2 separate regions of the Triticum aestivum genome follow, and region 2 is linked to region 1. The links are chromatin contacts, called in public Hi-C maps. All regions are on one chromosome and are shown on one strand. The core of a region is the stretch at or near the end of the contact, and the rest is flanking DNA. Distances in the headings are between cores, read along the strand shown. Region 1 holds the start of LOC123052314 (probable protein S-acyltransferase 12). Region 2 holds the start of LOC123052316 (importin-5).

Evidence for each region. A called contact is a pair of places that touch in the nucleus more often than the background predicts.
Region 2: a Hi-C map of leaf shows a contact between it and region 1, with 4 times the contacts expected there. The contact joins the promoter of LOC123052316 here to the promoter of LOC123052314 in region 1. A contact is called at or near these places in 2 of 5 Hi-C or Micro-C datasets (both in leaf).

What each region holds. Positions count from the first base shown.
Region 1 is chr2D:156,201,247-156,207,302 of IWGSC CS RefSeq v2.1, forward strand. It overlaps LOC123052314 (probable protein S-acyltransferase 12), which reads right to left and starts at 3,600. Exons shown (of 7, transcript XM_044475453.1): 1 at 3,253-3,600. The coding sequence starts at 3,459.
Region 2 is chr2D:156,495,280-156,501,335 of IWGSC CS RefSeq v2.1, forward strand. It overlaps LOC123052316 (importin-5), which reads left to right and starts at 3,707. Exons shown (of 20, transcript XM_044475455.1): 1 at 3,707-5,066; 2 at 5,381-5,584. The coding sequence starts at 3,813.

The DNA of each region.
Region 1 (6,056 bases), core at 2,350-4,849:
GAGCGTAAGCATCGTCACCTTGAGACAGCTCGTGCGATGATGATTGTTGCCTCTCTTCCACCTCATTTTTGGGCTGAGGCTGTTTCCACTGCGACATATCTCATAAACATTCAGCCCTCGTCTGCTCTACACGGTGGTATTCCTCTAGAGCGTCTTTCTGACAGTTCTCCTGATTATTCAGCGCTTCGGCTGTTTGGTTGTGTTTGCTATGTTCTCCTTGCCCCTCGAGAACGCACCAAACTGACTGCAGTCTGTTGAGTTCTAGGCTACAGTGATGAGCATAAGGGTTATCGGTGTTGGGATCCAGTCGGTCGCCGGATGCGCATTTCCCGGGACATGACTTTTGATGAATCTCGTCCATCCTACCCGCGACCATCCTCAACTTTTTCAGTAGAGGATATCTCTTTTCTTACGTTTCCTGATTCACCTCCCTCCATGCCTCGTATTCCTAATCCTCCTTCTCGTCTCACTATTACAGATCCGACGCCATCTTCTCCTGTGGTTTCTTCTCCTCCCTTATTGCATGACTCTCCACCTTCATCACCGATGTCTTCCCCATCTCCATCACCTCCGGTCATTCCTTCTCGTCCCACTTTTCCTTTTTATTATACCCGGCGTTCCCGTGTTGTGGACGGATCTTCTACTGATGTGCCATCTACGTCTGGTGCACCATCTTCCTCGTCTCAGCCGACTTATCGTCTTCGGAATAGGCCCTGTCCTCCTCCTGATCGCTATTCTCCTAGTCAATATGGTCTTTCGGCTGTACTTGAGCCTACCTCTTATCGCGATGCTATTGTTCATCCTGAATGGCAGCTTGCGATGGCAGAGGAGATTGCTGCCCTAGAGCGCACCAGCACGTGGGACCTGGTTTCTCTGCCTCCCCGTGTTCGTCCCATCACCTGTAAGTGGGTCTATAAGATTAAGACTCGCTCTGATGGTTCTCTTGAGTGTTATAAAGCTCGTCTTGTGGCTCGTGGCTTTCAGCAGGAGCATGGTCATGATTATGATGAAACATTTGCTCCCGTGGCCCATATGACCACTATCCGCACACTTCTTGTTGTGGCCTCTGTTCGCCATTGGTCTGTGTCTCAGCTTGATGTTAAGAATGCATTTCTTAATGGTGAGTTGCGTGAGGAGGTTTATATGCAGCCACCACCTGGGTATTCAGTTCCTAATGGCATGGTTTGCCATCTTCGTCGCTCTCTCTACGGTCTTAAGCAAGCCCCTCGTGCTTGGTTTGAGCGTTTTGCCTCCGTGGTCACTGCAGCGGGTTTTTCACCCAGTGATCATGATCCAGCGTTGTTTGTCCACCTTTCTACTCGTGGTCGTACTCTTCTTCTTCTATATGTTGATGACATGATCATCACTGGCGACGATTCTGAGTATATTGCCTTTGTCAAGGCCCGTCTCAATGAGCAGTTCCTTATGTCTGATCTTGGTCCTCTTCGTTACTTTCTTGGGATTGAGGTTTCCTCCACCGTCGATGGCTTTTTTATTTCTCAAGAAAAGTATATCCAGGATCTTCTTGCTCGTGCGGCTCTTAGTGATGAGCGCACTGTTGAGACTCCTATGGAGCTCAATGTTCACCTTCGCGCTTCTGATGGTGAACTCTTGTCTGATCCGACGCGTAACCGTCATCTTGTTGGGAGTCTTGTCTATCTTGCTGTCACTCGTCCGGATATCTCCTATCCTGTCCATATTCTGAGTCAGTTTGTTTCTGCTCCCACTTCAGTTCACTATAGTCACCTTCTTCGTGTTCTACGATATCTTCGTGGCACGATCTCACATCGTCTTTTTTCCCCGTTCCAGCTCGTTCCAGCTCCAGGCCTATTCGGATGCTACGTGGGCTAGTGATCCTTCGAATCGCCGTTCACTTTCTACTTACTGTGTTTTTCTTGGTGGTTCGCTCATAGCCTGGAAGACAAGGAAACAGACCGCAGTTTCCCGTTCGAGTGCAGAGGCCGAGTTACGAGCTATGGCTCTTTTGACGGCAGAGGTGACTTGGTTGCGATGGTTACTGGAGGACTTTGGTGTTTCTATTACTACACCTACTACCCTTTTGTCAGACAGTATAGGTGCTATCAGTATTGCACGGGACCCCGTGAAGCATGAGCTTACCAAGCATATTGGTGTTGACGCCTTTTTTGTGCGCGCTGCTGTGCAGGACCATGTTATTGCTCTTCAGTATGTGCCTTCTGAGTTACAGCTAGCAGACTTCTTCACGAAGGCCCAGACTAGAGCGCAACATGGATTTCGCCTTTCCAAACTCAGTGTTGTGGATCCACCATGAGTTTGAGGGGGGGGTGTTAGGGTTATAGTGCAGATGGCCTTTGGCCTTTCGTATTACTGCCTTTTGGCATTCTTTTGTACTGTATATATGCCGGCTGTTTTGGCCTTGATAATACATATGTTGCCTTCCTTCCTACCTTAACATCCTTTGTACTGTATATATGCTGGCTGTTTTGGCTATGGTGAATAATTCAGTCTAATTGGAAGAAACCAGCACATCCTTTGTCATGCTCAATATTTCGAACCGAAAATCTAAAAGCTACTCCCTCCGTTCCTAAATATAAGCCTTTTAGAGATTCCAATACGGACTACATACGGAGCAAAATGAGTGAATCTACACTCTAAAATATGACTATAAATCCGTATGTAGTCCGTACTGAGATCTCTAAAAAGGCTTATATTTAGAAACGGAGGGAGTACTAAATACAGTTTGGTGAATAACAAGAATAGAGGCTCAAAATATCACGTCTAGGTATTATCGTCAGATATGGTTCGACAGATATGGTTCGATATATATGCTACTGACTTGTTTGACCATAATATATCTATCAATCGCTTGAAGCATGAAAAAAATAGTTGAATAAGAGTATAACCATTGCATGTGGTGATGTTCTTATATATTTGAGTTACTCAATGCACAAAGTCAACAATAAGAAAGGGCCCTCAAAATGTAATTTCGAAGGATATACAGTATTTCTCGAGACATAATTTGTTCAATAAATATATGATGCTGGAGCATAGACATCTATCATGTGTTAATCCGAAAGACATTAATGATTTGTAACATGAATTAAGATCCATATTGCACAATTAGCTGCTCGCACAAATGACTAAGCTGCCTTGCAGTTGAAGGAAAAACAGAGGCTACTACCTAGCACCACATGACGAATTCCTACTGAAATTAATCCGCAAAAAAATCCTACTGAAATTAGACAGTAAGAGAGACAGGGTGGCGGCGCTTACAAGGAGGTGGAAGGCGGCGAGGACGAAAGCGGCCGCGGCTACGGTGCCTCCGTTGCCCCCGCGTAGGAGCAGTGGGCCCCAGGCGTAGACGACGACGGCGTAGTAGGAGGCGGCGACGATGGCGGCGACGAGCGCCAGCATGAGGTACCCCAGAACCCGCAGCCCCGCGCACGCGCGGAACGGGTTCACCCGCCTCAGGCACTCCATGCCGTCTGGCCCGCCGGCGGGGCGGGGCAGGTGGCTGTGGCGGTGGCGGTGGCGGTGGCGGCGCGCGTGCGAGGCGGGGTCTGGTGCGTCGCTTCTTCCCGGAGCGTATTGCAAGCTGCCTAGCCCAACCTGTTGCGGTCAGGGTTGGTGGGCCTGCATTGTCGGCGGCTTGGAGGGCGAAGTGCCCTGCAGCTCGGCCTCGACGTGCCGTGACTATGCGAATCTTTGCTTTGCCGAGATGACGACGGGCCCCGCTGGCTGCGACACAGCAGCGACCGCTTGGTTGGGTGGGTTCAGTCGTGACTCGTCGTAGCGGCGGGTCAGTTTGTTCTGCGAAGATGAGCGTGCCCACTCATGTCCGTATCCCAGTTCGTGTCTTGGTTCACCTTTGCGCAAAGGTTAGCCTTTGCTTCCGCTGGGGGAAAGCTTTGCTTCCGCAGAGATCTAGGAATGTGAAAAGGATTGAAGAATGAAAAGCAAGAGCATCTATGCCCGATACATCAAATCCGACTTGCGCGTCCGCGGACAACGACCAATCACATCTCAAATGTCCTCTTTCAATCCTCAATCATTGTGGTGGAAAAGCTCCGGGACAAGCTTCAGGGTCTCCAATGTGGTTGCGGAGATTGCCCCGAGCGATTTGTACCAGTTCCGGTAACCACCCCCAAGGGTTGCCAAAATGTATAGGTTCGAGGATATTGGATGGTCTCACCGGGGCGAGTCCACGCCCGAAGTGGTAGATGTTACCCAACTTGCCAAGAGGATCAGAGAGTGGTGACGGAAAATTTTAGGGCGGATCGGAGTGGTTCTAATAACCAATTGTAACGAACCCAAACATCGGATTGACATTACACAAGGTGATTGGAAAAAGCGAAAGGAGGGTGAGAAGAAGACTTGCCAAGTAAGTAGGTGAGTTTAAGAAGCAAAGAGATGGGAGACAAGGCAACACTCGACATGCCCTCAATCCGTACATGGATTCAGGGTTAAATAACATTATACACACGCACACTGGTCTGGGCCACGGACGACACTAACCACACGTGCCACAACCCACACACTGCCAAGTCCACCGCACACATCAGGGTGTAGGGGTGACAGTTGCTCTTTACCCGCGGGAGCTATATCTCGTTCAACGTGAGATGGAAGAAAGTCTCGCGTGAAGATTTCCTGCAAGCTACACTATTGGGCCAACCCATATTCATGCATACCTCGCTCGCTTGTCGCTGGTTTGATGTTGCTTCGGTTTTCTCTGTTTGTTTTTTGTTTCCTTCCATTTAGTTTCTTCTGGTCTTTTGTTTCTTCACTTGTTTTTTGGTTTTTTAATTTTTTCTAAGTTTTTCACTAGATCTTTTTCGTTTCTTTCCCTGGTTTTATTGGGTTTCCCCTTATTTTTTCTTCTTTTTCTTAGGTTTTTTTGTTTCTTTCTCCGTTTCAATGTTTTTCTTTGTTTCCTATTTTGTTTATTTTTCTTCCGTTTCCTTTGTCTCTTTCTTGATTTTATCGAGTTTCTTAGTTTTTCTTTGTTCCTTTCTAGGTTTTCACCATTTTCATTCTTTTGCACTGGTTTTAATTGGTTTTCTTTCTTTTGCTATTTCCTTTGTTGATTTTCATTGGGTTTTTTCTCTTTCTTTTTTATAGAACCTGGATATATTTTCTTAACGTTTAACATTTTTTTCAATTACACGAAACAGTTTGCATATACAACAGAAACATTTTTCTAATACACGTTGAACATTTTTCAAATACATGATTAATAGTTTTTTCAAATATACATTTCGATGTCAACCTTTTACATCCACATTCAAAAAATAATAATGCACGAGGTCAACAAATTCCAAATGCATGATCAACATTTTTGAAAACTCATATTTTTTTATGTCTACCTTTTTTCATACACATTATACATTTTTCGCATACATCTTTAAAAATATCAAATACATGATTAACATTTTTCTAAACATGTATTTTTTGATATCTACTTCTATCTATACACATTTTACATTTTTAATACATTAGGAGCATTTTTATATACACATTTAAAATTTTACAAATAAATGATTAACATTTTTTAAAACATATAATTTTTTGATGTTATTTTTGTACATACACATTTTACATTTTTCATATATTTTGGAAATATTTTTATATACACATTTAACATTTTTCAAATACATATTAATATTTATGTTAACATATATTTCTATGTCTACTTTCCCATAATCATTGTACTTTTTTGTATACATCATGTACATTTTTTATATACATGTTTAACATTTTTCAAATGCATGATTAATACTCCCTCCGTCCCAAAATAAGTGACTCAATTTTACACCAACTTTGTATTAAAGTTAGTACAAAGTTGAATCACTTATTTTGGGACTGAGGGAGTATTACACACACACACACACACACACACACACACACATGTTTTGGTGTATATTTTTCGTACACATTATACAGTTTTCTTATACATTATATACATTTTTCTATACACGTTTAACATTGTTCTAATGCGGATTAATGTTTTTCAACATTTATATATACATTAATTTTTGCAATAGATATATTCACAATATTTGCAAATACAAGCAGAAGTA
Region 2 (6,056 bases), core at 2,457-4,956, 290 kb after region 1:
AGCGAGAGTCCGCGGGGCTGGCCGGGGTGAAAGCCTCCTGGCCATGCCTACTTGGCATGGACTTCGAGAGTTCGGATCTGGAGTCCGGGGGCGAGTCCGGCCTTTCAATGATAGGGGAACCTGGACTGATTCCGAGTTCGTCGTGGCATGATCGCCTCCGGATCCTCGATAATGCGGTTTGCAACGAAGAGTCCGGTGGGCTCCACACTCCCATCTTCGGACCTGATGGTTTGCTCCAGATCTAAGGCCAGAGCGATGGTCGAGGCCGCGAACCCTTCGAAGATCAAGTCTCCTCGGATATCAACGACATAATTTAGGTTCCCAAAACTGATCTGGTGACCAGGGGCGTAGCTGTCGATCTGTTCAAGGTGGCCAATCGAGTTGGCATGCAGTGCGAAGCCGCCGAATAAGAAAATTTGGCCGGGGAGGAAAGTCTCCTCCGAAACAACATCATTGTAGATGATCGATCGAGCCATCGAACCTTCTGTTGACGGCACAGTGGAACTCTCAATGAAAGCACCAATGCCGGTGTCAAAACCGGCCGATCTCGGGTAGGGGGTCCCGAACTGTGCGTCTGAGGATCGTAGGTAACAGGAGACAAGGGACACGATGTTTACCCAGGTTCAGGCCCTCTTAATGGAGGTAATACCCTACTTCCTGCTTGATTGACTTTGATGAGTATAGGGGTTACGAGAGTTGATCTACCTCGAGATCGTAATGGCTAAACCCTAGATGTCTAGCCTGTATGATTTGTGATTGCCTCTACAGACTAAACCCTCCGGTTTATATAGACACCGGAGGGGCCTACGGTTGTACAAAGTCGGTTTACAGAGAAAGGAAACTTCATATTCGAACTCCAAGCTTGCCATCCACGCAAAGGAGAGTCCCATCCGGACACGGGGGAAGGCCTTCTATCTTGTATCTTCACGGCCCATCAGTCCGGCCCATGTCACATAGCCCGGACATCCGGAGACCCCCTAATCCAAGACTCCCTCAGCGACTTCTCGCCGCCATTCGTCCACGTCCGCTGCATCGCCTACGCCATCACCATGTCCACCGCCAACGAAGCTGACCGTGCCGCCGCCGAGAAACTCGAAGCCGAGAAGAAGGCGACCGAGGACACCGCCGCCGACGCGGCTTCTGCCTGGCCGACTGGAGGGTATAACACGTTTGTCCCTCTCCTGTTTATCTCTGTGTTAGCCGTACTAGCATTATGTGTAGATGTGTCTACTGTTTGCGTGATATGTGCTTATTTGATTTGTAATGAGTATGTTGTTAATTATGTCAATGCCATGATCATGATTATTTCCTGGATTAATTTAATCGAGAAATTGCCTATTTACTCAGCACTACCCACGTGATTTGCCCTTAATTTTTGACTATGCTCAGTTTTACCCTTATATTTGCCTTCGAGGTCACCCGAATGCCCTTTGACCGTTTGAACATTACCTAGAAAATTCATATGAACCCAAAACAAATGCAAATAAGATATCAAAATATTCACAAAAATACTACCTTTATGTGCATGTTATTTGCATTCAGGACAAAAATATTGTTTAAACTACCCGAGATTATTGATGTCATTAATGTTATTAAACCTAAAAAGGTATAGACACTATTTTTTCATGGATAAAAATGACTTGCACATATAGTGATATTTTCTAAACATTCTAATATCTTATTTGAAATTTTCCGAGTTCATATGAATTTATAAACTCAGAAAAATGCAAGTAAGGTATCATACTTCAACGTCGTACTTTTTAATCTAGTAAAAGACGAACAAAGATATGAGAACCACCCTCCAAAGCCCAAAAGCCTCACCTCTGGAAGGGACCCAAAACGGGAATTAGCAGAAGGGCACCACCAAACTATCAATCAGATCAAGGATGCTCCATCATTGATCTTCATCATCATCATCGCCAACACCCTGTTCATCTCTTTGTAATATCGAACCCTAGTCGGAATTGTCTAGGTACACACAGATGAAGGGTGGTCACAACGTGCCCTCTGGAGTCGGGAGATGTACCCCGATCAAGGGGCATCGACTTTGTGGTTAGGAGCTCGGTTGATGACAAAAATGTTGGGGCAAACCTCTGGGGCACAAGCTGGGACCGACAATCTTGATCCAACAAGCGTCACCCAGAACTCGAACCGATTTCGTGGTATGCCCTACAACGGGCCAGTAGCCGGAATCCCATGCGTTGGGAGCCATCGAATACTGCCAAGCTTTTCCCGAAGTAGCTCAAAAACCTCCACGGCGCCTTCGCCTTGAAGGAAAAGCGATGATCAACTATCACATCTCATTCTCGCCTGTGTTCTTTTTTTTGCGGGACCTTAAGAAGTCCTGCATGGCTTCCCGTTAAGAAGGACTTGTGAAACTCGGGGGGGCATTGATGAGGGAAACATCCTACTTCCACTCAGAGTGGGCCCGGAGGAGGAGGACAGACGATTCAGTAACTAGAAGGACAAAGAGACCCCGAGAGCTTGTGGGCTCCAGAGGGTTGGCCTTAGCCCATTAGGTGAATGATGTACCCCCAACTCTATCAAAGATATAAGACAGACGGGGAAGAAAACCCTAGAGATATAGAGAACCACCCAAGTCAGTTGTCTCCGCCTCCAGGAATAGAGCTTATAACTCGTGCGCCAGAACTCTTCAATGATCCTCACGATCCTCGACGAAAGAAATATAAACAACTCGAGGCACGAGTAGGGCATTACCTCCTCCTAGAGGGCCTGAACCTGGGTAAGCCCCCGCCCCGTGCCTCACCGTCTTGATCTGCCACTCGCACGCCCAGCGAACAAATACCGTTGCTCGACATCACTGCTGATACGAAACACCTGCACCGGGTCAAAATGATACTTCCAGGCCCGAGTGCGTCTTGTATCTATGGGGTTGCTTGGTGCTACTTGATGACGCACGTACAACAATGCGAATTGGACGTTCCTCCACCGTAGTCTTGAGAACGTGAGGGGATATCAAGGCTAATTGTTTTGATGCCAACATTTCGCAAAATCAAAAGTCGTCAAAACTAAGAACTATTCTAGAGATTGACAAGAACCGTTTTTGACAGCCAAATTTTAGAGTTGCCAAGTATTGATAGCAAACCAGTTTAGCCTTCTCGTGCCAAAAGAAAAGCACCACATCAGAAAGAGCTGGAAAAACGAGGTACTCCAACAGAGTAAAAGAAATCCCCAACCCCAAGCTAGCCACCTAGGAGGCGCCAGTTGTGTTCCCTGTCACCCACCACGCGATCAATCATGAGGCTGTGCGCGATGGAACCTGGCCGCCTGTCTGTACCCATCAATGGCCAATCACTCCCTTCCATTCCATCCCCAGCTCACCTCGCGCACAGCACAGCGGCCTCGCTGCCAGTAGTAAAACAACCCAGAACCCGGCGCGACCTGGATGGAGAAGCAAGCGAAGAACGAACGAAATCATCTCCGACGCGAGTCGACATAAAATGGACGGAATAATCAAAAGCGGCAAGGCAGACAGGAGCAAAGGAATCCCGCGAACCCAAACCTCAATTCCCTCCCTCGCGGACCCAATCCAGCTCGACCCGGCCCCGCCCCCGCCCAACCAAACCAAACCAAACCCCTTCCCCCGCCGTCCTCGTCTCCTTCTGCCTCTGCCCCACCCGCCGCTGCCCCCGAGCCGCACCTCCCCAAACCCTACCCATATATTATTAAACCCATCCCGAGTCTCTGCCTCCGCCCGTCCCCTGTCCACCATCCCTTCCACATTCCCGCCGCCTCCCCCCGCAAAACCCTAGCCAGCCGCCCCGCCGCCGCCTCGGCCCGCGCCCGATCCGATGGCGTCCGCCGAAGACCAGGCCGCGGCCGCGGCGCTGCTGGGCGGCGACCCGGCGGCGTTCGACGCGCTGCTCTCCACGCTCATGTCGGCCTCCAACGCCGACCGCGCCGCCGCCGAGGCCGCCTTCCACCGCCTCCGCGGCTCCCACCCGGAGCCCCTCGCGCTGCGCCTCGCCTCCTCGCTCGCGGCCCCGGCCACCCCCGCCGAGCTCCGCGCCATGGCCGCCGTCCTCCTCCGCAAGCTCCTCTCCCCGACGGCCTCCTCCGACTCCTCCGCCGCCGCGCCGCCCCCGCTCTGGCCCCTCCTCTCCCCCGACGGCCAGGCAGCGCTCAAGGCCCACCTCCTGGCCGCGCTCCAGTCCGACCCCCCCAAGCCCATCGCCAAGAAGGTCTGCGACGCCATATCCGAGCTCGCCACGCTCCTCCTCCCGGAGAACACCTGGGCCGAGCTGCTGCCGTTCCTCTTCCGCGCGGCCTCCACCCCCGAGGCGCCCAACCCGCAGGAGTCGGCGCTGCTCATCTTCGCGCGCCTCGCGGATTACATCGCCGAATCTCTTCTCGACCATTTGATGACCATCCACAACCTTCTAGCATCTGCCCTGGCGCACCCGACCTCGCCTGATGTTCGCATCGCCGCGCTGAGCGCCGCCGTTAATCTCGTTCAGTGCCTGCCCACTAACGCGGATAGAGATAAGATGCAGGACTTGCTGCCTGCGATGATGAGGGCGCTCACGGATTGCCTGAATTCGTCCCAGGAGGCATCTGCACAGGAGGCACTGGAGCTGCTTGTGGAGCTGGCTGGTGCAGAGCCAAGGTTCCTGCGGCGACAGATTGCCGATGTGGCAGGAGCAATGCTGCAAATAGCTGAAGCTGCACAGTTGGAGGATGGAACTAGGCACCTGGCTGTCGAGTTTGTGATTACTCTTGCTGAGGCCAGGGAGCGTGCACCAGGAATGATGCGCCGGCTCCCACAGTTTGTTGGCAGGCTCTTCCAAGTACTTATGCAGATGTTGCTTGATGTAGAGGATGACCCTGCCTGGCACACTGCTGAAACCGAGGACGAAGATGCAGGTGAAGGGAACAACTATGGAGTGGCGCAGGAGTGCCTTGACCGTCTTGCCATTGCCATTGGTGGGAATGCAGTCGTGCCGATTGCATCTGAGCTGCTCCCACAATATCTTTCTGCTCCAGAGTGGCAGAAGCACCATGCTGCGCTCATCACTCTTGCACAGATTGCAGAGGGATGTGCAAAGGTTAGCCTAATAACTTCGGCCTTTTGATTACCATTGCAATAGTTTGTTACTTCAAAACCTCATTGAAATGCTTAAAAGCAATATCCATTCATTAACATTGTTGAATTAGAAATTAAATTAGTAATATGGAAACAAGATAGTGGATGCCATACTTTTACCTTGATCCCTCATTTACAAATTCTGAGTTGCCATGCCTATAAAACATTTTTGCTAGCGTTAGGCCACAAAAATGTGTTTCGTTCTATATCATTTTTGCAAGTAGGAAATAACCAAAGTTGATCATCTCCTCACCAGTTGCTGTTTGTTGCCGTCAGGTTATGCTTAAAAACTTGGAGCAGGTGGTTTCGATGATACTGAACGGATTCCAACACCCTCATCCTCGAGTGCGGTGGGCTGCAATCAATGCCATTGGTCAGCTGTCTACAGATTTGGGCCCAGACTTGCAGGTTCAGTACCACCAGAAGGTGCTGCCTGCATTGGCTAACGCCATGGATGATTTTCAGAATCCACGGGTGCAGGCAAGTGTTAAAATACTAGCATCAAACTTGATCAGTTGACTCAGAAAATCCTTGTTTTTATTTATAACGAGTTTTTAGTGCTTATGTGGCTGAGATTATCTCAGTGGAGACATAGTACATTCATATGTAAGAAACATACTTCCTTTAAGCTCAAGACATTCTTCATTAGATAAAGATTCAATCTATAACGAGTTTTTAGTGCTTATGCGGTTGAGATTATCTCAGTAGAGACATAGTACAGTCAGATGTAAGAAACATACTTCCTTTATGCTCGAGACATTCTTCATTAGATAAAGAATTCAATCTATTTGTGCTCTAGTTGTAACAAATTATTAGGTATTTCGTTATCATTGTTGAGATATGTAACAAAAACATAAATTTCCTTTGTATTCTCCAGGTTTTTCTGCTACCTGTTATACATTAGATACTTTGACATTTACTTTCGGAATGGTTCTGATCAAGTCTACGTAGT